Regions from separate parts of the Zea mays genome. Here region 2 is linked to region 1. A link is a contact called in public Hi-C data. All regions are on one chromosome and are shown on one strand. Each heading gives the region's core, a stretch centred on a gene start, on an enhancer-like site or on the middle of the called end of the contact. The rest is flanking DNA. Distances are from core to core; before and after follow the strand shown. Region 1 holds the start of LOC103634567 (DEAD-box ATP-dependent RNA helicase 24). Region 2 holds the start of LOC100383702 (Phytochrome B).

Region 1 (4,192 bases), core at 1,148-3,647:
CCTGCTTTCAGTTCTTTAAACTGGTCAAATTTGGAAACACCACCATATATAGCAGCAACTCGAAGGTTGTAAGGCTTTGCAAACTTCTTAGCTTCGAGATATATCTGATGTGCCAATTCTCTTGTTGGAGCACAAATGACTCCTATTGGACCTTCTTCTTTCTCAAGCTCAGGCTGATCCATAATATGAACAATCATAGGGAGCACAAAAGCTGCAGTTTTACCAGAGCCAGTTTTTGCAATACCAATGATATCTCTCCCTGAAAGTACAATAGGTAAAGCCTGGCACTGAATTGTAGTTGGTTTTTCATAAGCTTGTTTGGCAATAGCATTCATTAGAGGTACATGAAACCCACAATCCTCAAAGTTTTTTATTGGCCTCGGCACATCAAAACCAGAAACACGAATTGACAAACTTTTCATATAATCTGTTACCTCTTGGTCACTCATACCTATAAGGGAAAAAAAAGAATTTCAATACATCATAACTCATCATAAACATCGAGAAGCAGCAATCTGTGTGGGCCGTAAACAAATCATGTAGCATGCTGGTTGTCACAACATCAATCATGATGAAAATTGCAAAGCTCCAATGAACCACCAACCAAGTGGTTTGAAACATTTGGCAATTTGGTCATAAGAGTCGTAAAAAAGAGCAGATGTCAATTACATAAGCATCAGAAACAAAAGGAAGTAATAGCCGACCTAGTCAAATTTTCCCCTATAAAAAGGACTATATATATATTTTTATCTCCAGCACCGAACTAGAAGAACGCAATTAAAACAAGGAACAATTGGATCTATACCATTAAAAGATCCAAACTTTAGATATATACCATGGACCCCACATGTCATTGACTCATGTGGACCCACATGTAAGTGAGATAGTAATGGTATGGATCCAAAGTGGTGATCTTTTAATGGTATGGATCCAAATTTCCCTTAAAACAAATGTGGACTTGGAACAACATGGCCTCACTTCCATGCAACACAACATAAGTTAAGATTGCACCACCGAACGGAGCATCCAACCCAACGTATACTATGTCCATCACATAATTTACTAAGCTATAAGTACAAAGTAAAATAACTGGCTGCATATCTTCCACAAGGTAGAATTAGGGTCTGTTTGGTTGTATTGTGGCTGTGAAAAAAGCTGTTGTGGGCTGTGAGCTGTGAGAAAAGCTGCTGTGGGCTGTGAGCTGTTAAAAAACTAAAAAATGTTTGGTGGAAACCACTAAAAGTCGCTAAAAGTTTTTCCATATATATTTTCACAGTTCCATCCAAAAGCCGCTAAAAGCAGGTCTAGAGGTGCTTTCAAGTTTTGCACTGCAAGAAAGTCGGCTTTTAGAAAAAGCTGCTTCCTAGATCCAGCCCTTTGGTTTGGCTTTTGGCTTTTAGGGGTAAAAGCCAAATCTAAAAGCCAAACCAAACACACCCTTAAAGCAGCTCAAACGTGTAAGCTACAAGGAACACCCCCTACATGTTAGATAGTAGAATCATAGGTCTAGGTACCAAGTGCTTCACCTGAAATCGATGGCTTCTCCTCGTAGAAATCTTTTGTGAAGGCGTCATACTCAATGGTCGAGTGATCGAGTGCTGGTATGGGCTCTATTTTCTTCTTGTCGATGACTATGGGGTTGTCATCAGAGTCGTATTCCATCATGCCGGCGTCGACGGCCTTGGCAGCGGCGTAGACCTCCTCATCGGAGTCGTAACCAGCGCGCATGACGTCGGCGGCCAGCGTGAGGCCAGCGTCCTTCTTGGCCCGCAGGAAGCTCTCGACGGGGTCATCCTCGTCATCGTCGGAATCCGTGCGGCGAAGCGCCTCGGGCTTGGGCGGCGGGGGCGGCGCACGGATCTCCTCCTGGATCTCGGCCATGAAGGCGTCGAGCGGGTCCATCTCCTCCTCATTCTCGGCCTTTCCTTCTACCGCGGTGCTGGCTTGGGCATCTGAGGGGGCGTCGTCGGAGAAGGCGATGTCGTCGAGGTCTGGGTCATCGGTCGGACGGTAGAGCCGCTGCACGGACTGCGAGCGCTCGAAGTTGTAGGAGGTGGGCCGCGGGATGCTGAAACCCTCGAGCTTCGGCCGCTTCGACATAGCACCGACGAACGGGGCCGGAGGTGGGGCCGGGGCGAGCTAGGGTTTGCGAGCCGGGTGTGACGGAGGAAGACGATGGCAGCGCAGAATTGGCGCCGCTCGGCTTGCTGGGTGGCGGTGGCGGTCTCGCGGACTCGTCGCTCCGGTCTCCGGAGAGACTGGGCCGTGTAGGCTGTGCTGGATGAATGTAGGCCTTGCCTTGGACCAAATGTGCCCGAGGCCCCGTGGGTCGTTGGTCGTCATGGTGTGGCCCGTCTCTTTTAGGCCGGTTCCACCATCCCTCTATCGGCCATGTCACATCAGCAACGACTAGCAGTTACAGCCTCAACTTATAGGCCCTGTTTCGCACAGCTGCTGCTTATTGAAAAAGCAGCTTATCTGAGAAGCTGGTGAACAGCAGCTTCTGCTTGTTGGCTGCTTTTAGTGTATTCTGAGAAGCAGCTGAACTGATAAGCTGCTGCAGAAGCTGACTGTTTGGCAGAACTTCTGCTTAAATTTGTGAAGAAGCTGAAAATAAGTTGTGCCAAACAGGGCCATAGAGTCATAGCCACATCATCTTTTTATTTCAAAATTAACTATTCATACTGATTTATTCCGACATCTAAAAATCACACAACATATTTTTTATTGAATTAAAAATTATGTATTACATAATACTTAAAATAAAATAGTGTGTGAAATGAGCTTCAACTAAGTGAGAGTATTTATAAATGGACTAAGAATGAAATTTATGTTTTTTGTACAAAAAATTGAATTTTTGGACTCCAAACAATCACCCTAATACATGTGGCAGTGACGTGGATGGCATCGACCAATCAGAGGTCACCAATTCACTTTCGCCTCACTACTCTCGCCCGTCCACACCCATTCCAACGCATCGCCCCGCTATCGCCCGTCTCTCACTTCTCTACCGCTCCAATCTACTATCCAATGCGGGCTAGAGCGAGGCGATATGCACACTGTCACCGGGCTCCCACCCTCTCGCCCGTCTCCCGTCCATCACATGTTGTGAGATGTCCACTCTTGCCTCTACTCTAGCCTTCATTGGCACTAGCCTTATGACTGTAGATGTGGCCCGTCTAGAGCATCTCCAAACACATAACAAATAACAAGCTAAAAAACAATATCTTTTTATATAATATGGTGGAATTAGAACAGAGGACAGGGCAGAGGACAGGGCACACGAGTAACCTTTGTTCTAATAAAACACAAAAAATATGTGTTATGTTGGTTCTGGGTGTGAATGTGGAGCTAACTACTAAGGTTCAAACCCCACTTATGCATAATTCTACCTTATTTTTGTGTAAAGCGGGAAGAGACTACTGTTGAATCGTGGAAATTGGTGCTTTATGTAGTAGAAAAAGATATAATGTCTCGAACAAATCTAGGTTATTGAATTTTTAAATAATGTCTCAAATAACTAAACAAACATTAAATAATTATATAAAAAGAAAAGGAATCGCTTGAGATTCTCCTAATGAGTAATGACATCAGAAATCTCGAGCATGGGCTCTCCTTTCTTTCTCCCTACCTAGATGTCAGTGACAAATATGCGACGACATGTGGCACCGAAGCTCGTCTTTTGATGTTGTCTCCAAGGCTCCACGCATCCCTTAACTAGACATGCGTGGAGCATTGTCCCCCAAACACCTCCAATGGTTCCCCGTAGAAAGCTCCCTACATACGAAGGAAAGAGTGATTCCCTCGCATATGTGCAGCATTGTGCAGATCATCTGAAGCCACGTGTGAAGCTTTCACGAGGGGGAGCAACAGCGTTGGTCAGAGAAGAACTCAAGCAACAGTGGGACTAGCAGAGTCGAGCGAAGGGGGTGGACAGCGAGGACACCACCGGTGCAGTTGGAGGTCCGACATTTTTGTCACTTATTGTCGGGGACCATAATTAGGGGTACCCTCAAGACGCCTAATTCTCAGCTGGTAACCCCCATCAGCATAAAGCTGCAAAGGCCTGATGGGTACGATTAAGTCAGGGATCAGTCCACACGAGTGACTCGATCACGCTTCACCCGAGCCTAGCCTCGGCCAAGGGCAGCCGACCTCGAGAGACTTCCGTCTCGCCCGAGGCCCCCTTTTT
Region 2 (4,192 bases), core at 1,080-3,579, 300 kb before region 1:
ATTTGGTCTAATAAACATGTGTACATCATGTCCATAAGCTTCTGTTATGCCATATACCTTAAGAGATACAACCAAGAACATAATATTTTCCTCAACAGCACTCCGCAGTTTTCATGAAACGTAGTATAAAGGCAATAGCATCCATATAAGAAACAGAAATGGAAATACCTCTTAAAGCTCGTGAGAGTAGTTTTTCAACTGTCGCCTCAGATTCCTTGAAGATAAGATCATTTACCAGAGATTTGCCCATTGCCTCCTCAACTGAAAGCCCTGTCAACTCAGCAATCTTTGCATTCCAACCATTTATACACCCATCAGTATCTACTGCAAATATGGGTACTGTTGCTGTCTCTATCAACCGAACCATCTCTCTTGCTACGGAACTAAGCTCATTTATCCCCCGCAATTCTAGCTCCCGAAGCTGAACTTGTCCATTGACAATGGCTTTTGAGTTGTTGGTGCCCTCTGCAGCATCCCTGAAGGAGTCACGCAATATGAGCTGCAAGGAATGTATTGCGTCCATTTCTGCATTCTCCCATGGCAGGCTTCTGCTTTTAACCACTTCAAGAAATGCCTTGAATGACGACCGTGGGTGCATCCTCTGACCATCATCCTTATCCTCAGGGTGATGCTTTGCGCCACCCCATTTGATCTCTTTAGCTGTGTGTGACCGAAACCAAAACAAGTAATCACTCGGTGTAATATAAGCCACCGCCATTCCACACACAGCCTCCCCTAGTGCAGCAGCACCAAGGTAGCCTGCATCAGCCAGGCTATCTGTGCTGAGCCCTGTTGAGTCCCCATGAAACACCGTCAACCACTCGATGATATCCTTAATCTGAGACTCAGTGGGAGTGACACCCAATGGATAGTATTTCCCATGATAATACAGTGCAGCCCCGTCGCACTTCACAAGGTCCATGATGCTGGGGCTCTGCGTGACGATGCCAGTTGGTGAATCTCGTAGTAGCATGTCACACAATAGCGTCTGAGTTCGCAGAATGTGCTTCTCTGACAGCTGGTGCGCAAGCTGCAACTCCATGTTGAGCTGCAACCCAAATGCCTGCATGAGAAACTCGCAAGCATACCTCAATGGAAAAGGGATACACCGTGGTGATGTATGGTGGCACACCACTAACCCCCACAACTTCATTGCCGACGAGATGCCACCCCGACCTGTTTGCTCATCGTCACCGCCACTGCTAATGATGACTGCCATAACAAGCGACGCAATTGACCCCATGTTCGCCATGTACTGTGCATGACACCCGTGTGGAGCGCGTAGCGTGGAGCCTACCAAACACAGAGGCTGCGACAGCCCAGGATCTTGAATAACTCTCACCGGGGTGGCATGGCAATCGGCAATCATTCGCACGCGGTTCTGCCGGAACAGGAAGCGCGACGCCTGGGGGATATCTGTGGCGGGATAATGCAATCCGAGGTAAGGCTCAAGGTTGTCGCGCCGGCTCTCGGCGACAACTTCCCCGTGCTCGTCTTCATGGAACCTGTACACCATGACACGGTCATAACCCGTGAGCTCGCGAACATGCTCCACGACTGTGTCGCAGAGAAGCTTGACGTCCCCGCCGGGTAGCGCCTGGAGGCGGGAGATGGCGCGGACCGCCAGTTTCTGGGACTGGACTGCACCGGCGATGGAGAGAGCGGGGTCCTCGGTGCGGGCGGGCTCGAGGTCGATGACGACGCCGACGTCGATGCGGTGGAGGATGGCGTAGAACGGCTTGGAGGAGACCCTGGAGTGGATCCATATCGGGTTGAGCAGCGAGATCTCGCGCGCGGCGAAGGCGCGCTCTAGGAGGACCGCGGACGAGGGGGAGAAGAGGAGGCGCGCGTCGGCACCCAGGGAAACGTGGGGCGGCGCAGAGGAGTCCAGCGAGGGAACGGAGTGGTGAGGCGACAGGTCGAGCAGGTCGGGGGAGTTCTCGGAGAAGGCGAGGAGGCGGAAGGAGGAGTCGTCGGCGACGGCGAGCGTGCAGCCGAAGGGCTGGATGTGGCCGCCGCGCTGGATGCGGGAGAGGTAGGCGGCGATCTGCTGCTCGGAGGACGGCGTGGGCGGCGCGCGCAGCGATTGGGAGTAGTCGAAGCTGCGGCCCGACGCGCCCGATTGCTCGAACACCGCGTGTAGGCGCGCGTCTAGGGTGTACTGGGCGACGGCCTTGGAGACCGACTCCGTGGCCGCGGCTCCCCCGCCCGCGCGGGACGTGCTCCCGCCCGACGACTGGGAGTGGTGGTGGTGGTGCGCGTGACGCGGCGCCTCGGGCCGCGCGGAGGAGGGGGAGCGCGTGGGCGTGGCGCGGCTGCCCGACGCCATGGCGGGGTTGGGGGAGACCTGGGGCTCTCTCTGGATTAGGCGGCCCCGTCCGGTCTTGTGCGCTCGTCAGTCGTCTCGTCGGCTCGCTCGCCCCCTCGACTGAGGTTCTTCCGATAGCTTTGCTTTGGTTTGCTTCACCGCTCTCACTGTCACTGGTCGCTTACTGGGGCGTGGAGCCAAGGATATTGCGCGCAAGGCGATGACGATGGCGTGGCTGGGATAGGGATGGTACTGGGGAAGTGGGGATCGGGGTTGCCGGGTTGGGCCGCAGTGGTTTCAGGTTTGGAATGGATAGCACTCGCGCAGTCACGCTGGGGACGACGACGAACTCCAAACTTGAAAGCTGAAGTGGATACGGATGCTCTTACCTTTGCAGCTTTTATTTAGGCGCTGAAAACTAGGAGTATATTCTTATTTATTTCTTTAGCTAGTTTGACAAATCTATTTATTAAGGGCTAGTTTAATAACTTCATTTTTCTAAAAGTTTTTTTCCAAATAAAAAATGTACTATTTTTTTGGGAAAATAAGGTTCTCAAAGTCAAACTGATCCTAAGGGATTCTCATTTTCTTACTGTCGGCGTTTCGAGACCGGGGGTCCCTGGGCCGACGAGTGAAAATGTCGCCGCGTGCCCCAGTCAAGATGGGTCGGCGCGAGATGGAGCGCGAAGGGGGGAAGAAAAGGCAGCCGAAGCGAGAGAGAGATGGAAATCCCGCGGCCTTCGTGTTTGTCCCGCGCCCAGGTCGGGTGCGCTTGCAGTAGGGGGTTACAAGCGTCCACGCGGGAGGGGGAGCGAGCGGCCTCACGCGAGCGCCTGTCCCGTCCTCTTCCCCGCGCGGCCAACCCTCTGTAAGAGGGCCCTGGTCCTTCCTTTTATAGGCGTAAGGAGAGGATCCAGGTGTACAATGGGGGGTGTAGCAGGGTGCTACGTGTCTAGCGGAGGAGAGCTAGCGCCCTAAATACATGTCATCGTGGCAGCCGGAGAGGTTTTGGCACCCGGTTCATGTGGTGTCGTGGCCGTCGGAGGAGCGCTGGAGCCTGGCGGAAGGACAGCTGTCGGGGCTGTTGAGTCCTTGCTGACGTCCTCTTGCTTCCGTAAGGGGGCTGAGAGCCGCCGTCGTCATAGAGCGTGCGGGGTGCCATCATTACTTGTCTGGCGGAGCGAGCCAGATGGGACGCCGGTCTTGTTCCCCGTAGCCTGAGTTAGCTTGGGGTAGGGTAATGATGGCGCCTCCTGTTGACGTGGTCGGTCCGCGCCCTAGGTTGGGCGATGTGGAGGCTCCTCCGAGGTCGAGGTCGAGTCTGTCTTGCGTGGCCGAGGTCGAGTCCGAGCCCCTGGGTCGGGCGAGGCGGAGACCGTCGGCTGAAGCCAGGGCTAAGTCCGAGCCCTAGGGTCGGGCGAAGCGGAGTTCGTCGTCTTCTGGGGCTGAGCCCAAGTCAGAGCCCTGGGTCGGGCGGAGCGGAGTTCGCCGTCTTCCGGGGCTGAGCCCAAGTTCGAGCCCTGGGTCGGGCGGAGCGGAGTTCGCCGTCTTCCGGGGCTGAGCCCAAGTCCGAGCCCTGGGTCGGGCGGAGCGGAGTTCGCCGTCTTCCGGGGCTGAGCCCAAGTCCGAGCCCTGGGTCGGGTGGAGTGGAGTTCGCTGTCTTCCGGGGCTGGGCCCAAGTCCGAGCCCTGGGTTGGGCGGAGCGGAGTTCACCGTCTTCCGGGGCTGAGCCCGAGTCCGAGCACTGGGTCGGGCGGAGCGGAGTTTCCTATGGTGCCTGAGGCCGGGCCTGACTGCCTGTCAGCCTCACTCTGTCGAGTGGCACAGCAGTCGGAGCGGCGCAGGCGGCGCTGTCCTTCTGTCAGGCCGGTCAGTGGAGCGGCG

Evidence for each region. Hi-C and Micro-C count contacts between places; a contact is called where the count stands out from the background.
Region 2: a Hi-C map of leaf shows a contact between it and region 1, with 7 times the contacts expected there. The contact joins the promoter of LOC100383702 here to the promoter of LOC103634567 in region 1. A contact is called at or near these places in 2 of 25 Hi-C or Micro-C datasets (endosperm and leaf).

Annotation. Positions count from the first base shown.
Region 1 is chr1:49,575,174-49,579,365 of Zm-B73-REFERENCE-NAM-5.0, reverse strand. It overlaps LOC103634567 (DEAD-box ATP-dependent RNA helicase 24), which reads right to left and starts at 2,397. Exons shown (of 5, transcript XM_008656725.3): 1 at 1,527-2,397; 2 at 1-451. The coding sequence starts at 2,100.
Region 2 is chr1:49,878,433-49,882,624 of Zm-B73-REFERENCE-NAM-5.0, reverse strand. It overlaps LOC100383702 (Phytochrome B), which reads right to left and starts at 2,329. Exons shown (of 4, transcript NM_001176339.1): 1 at 169-2,329. The coding sequence starts at 2,329.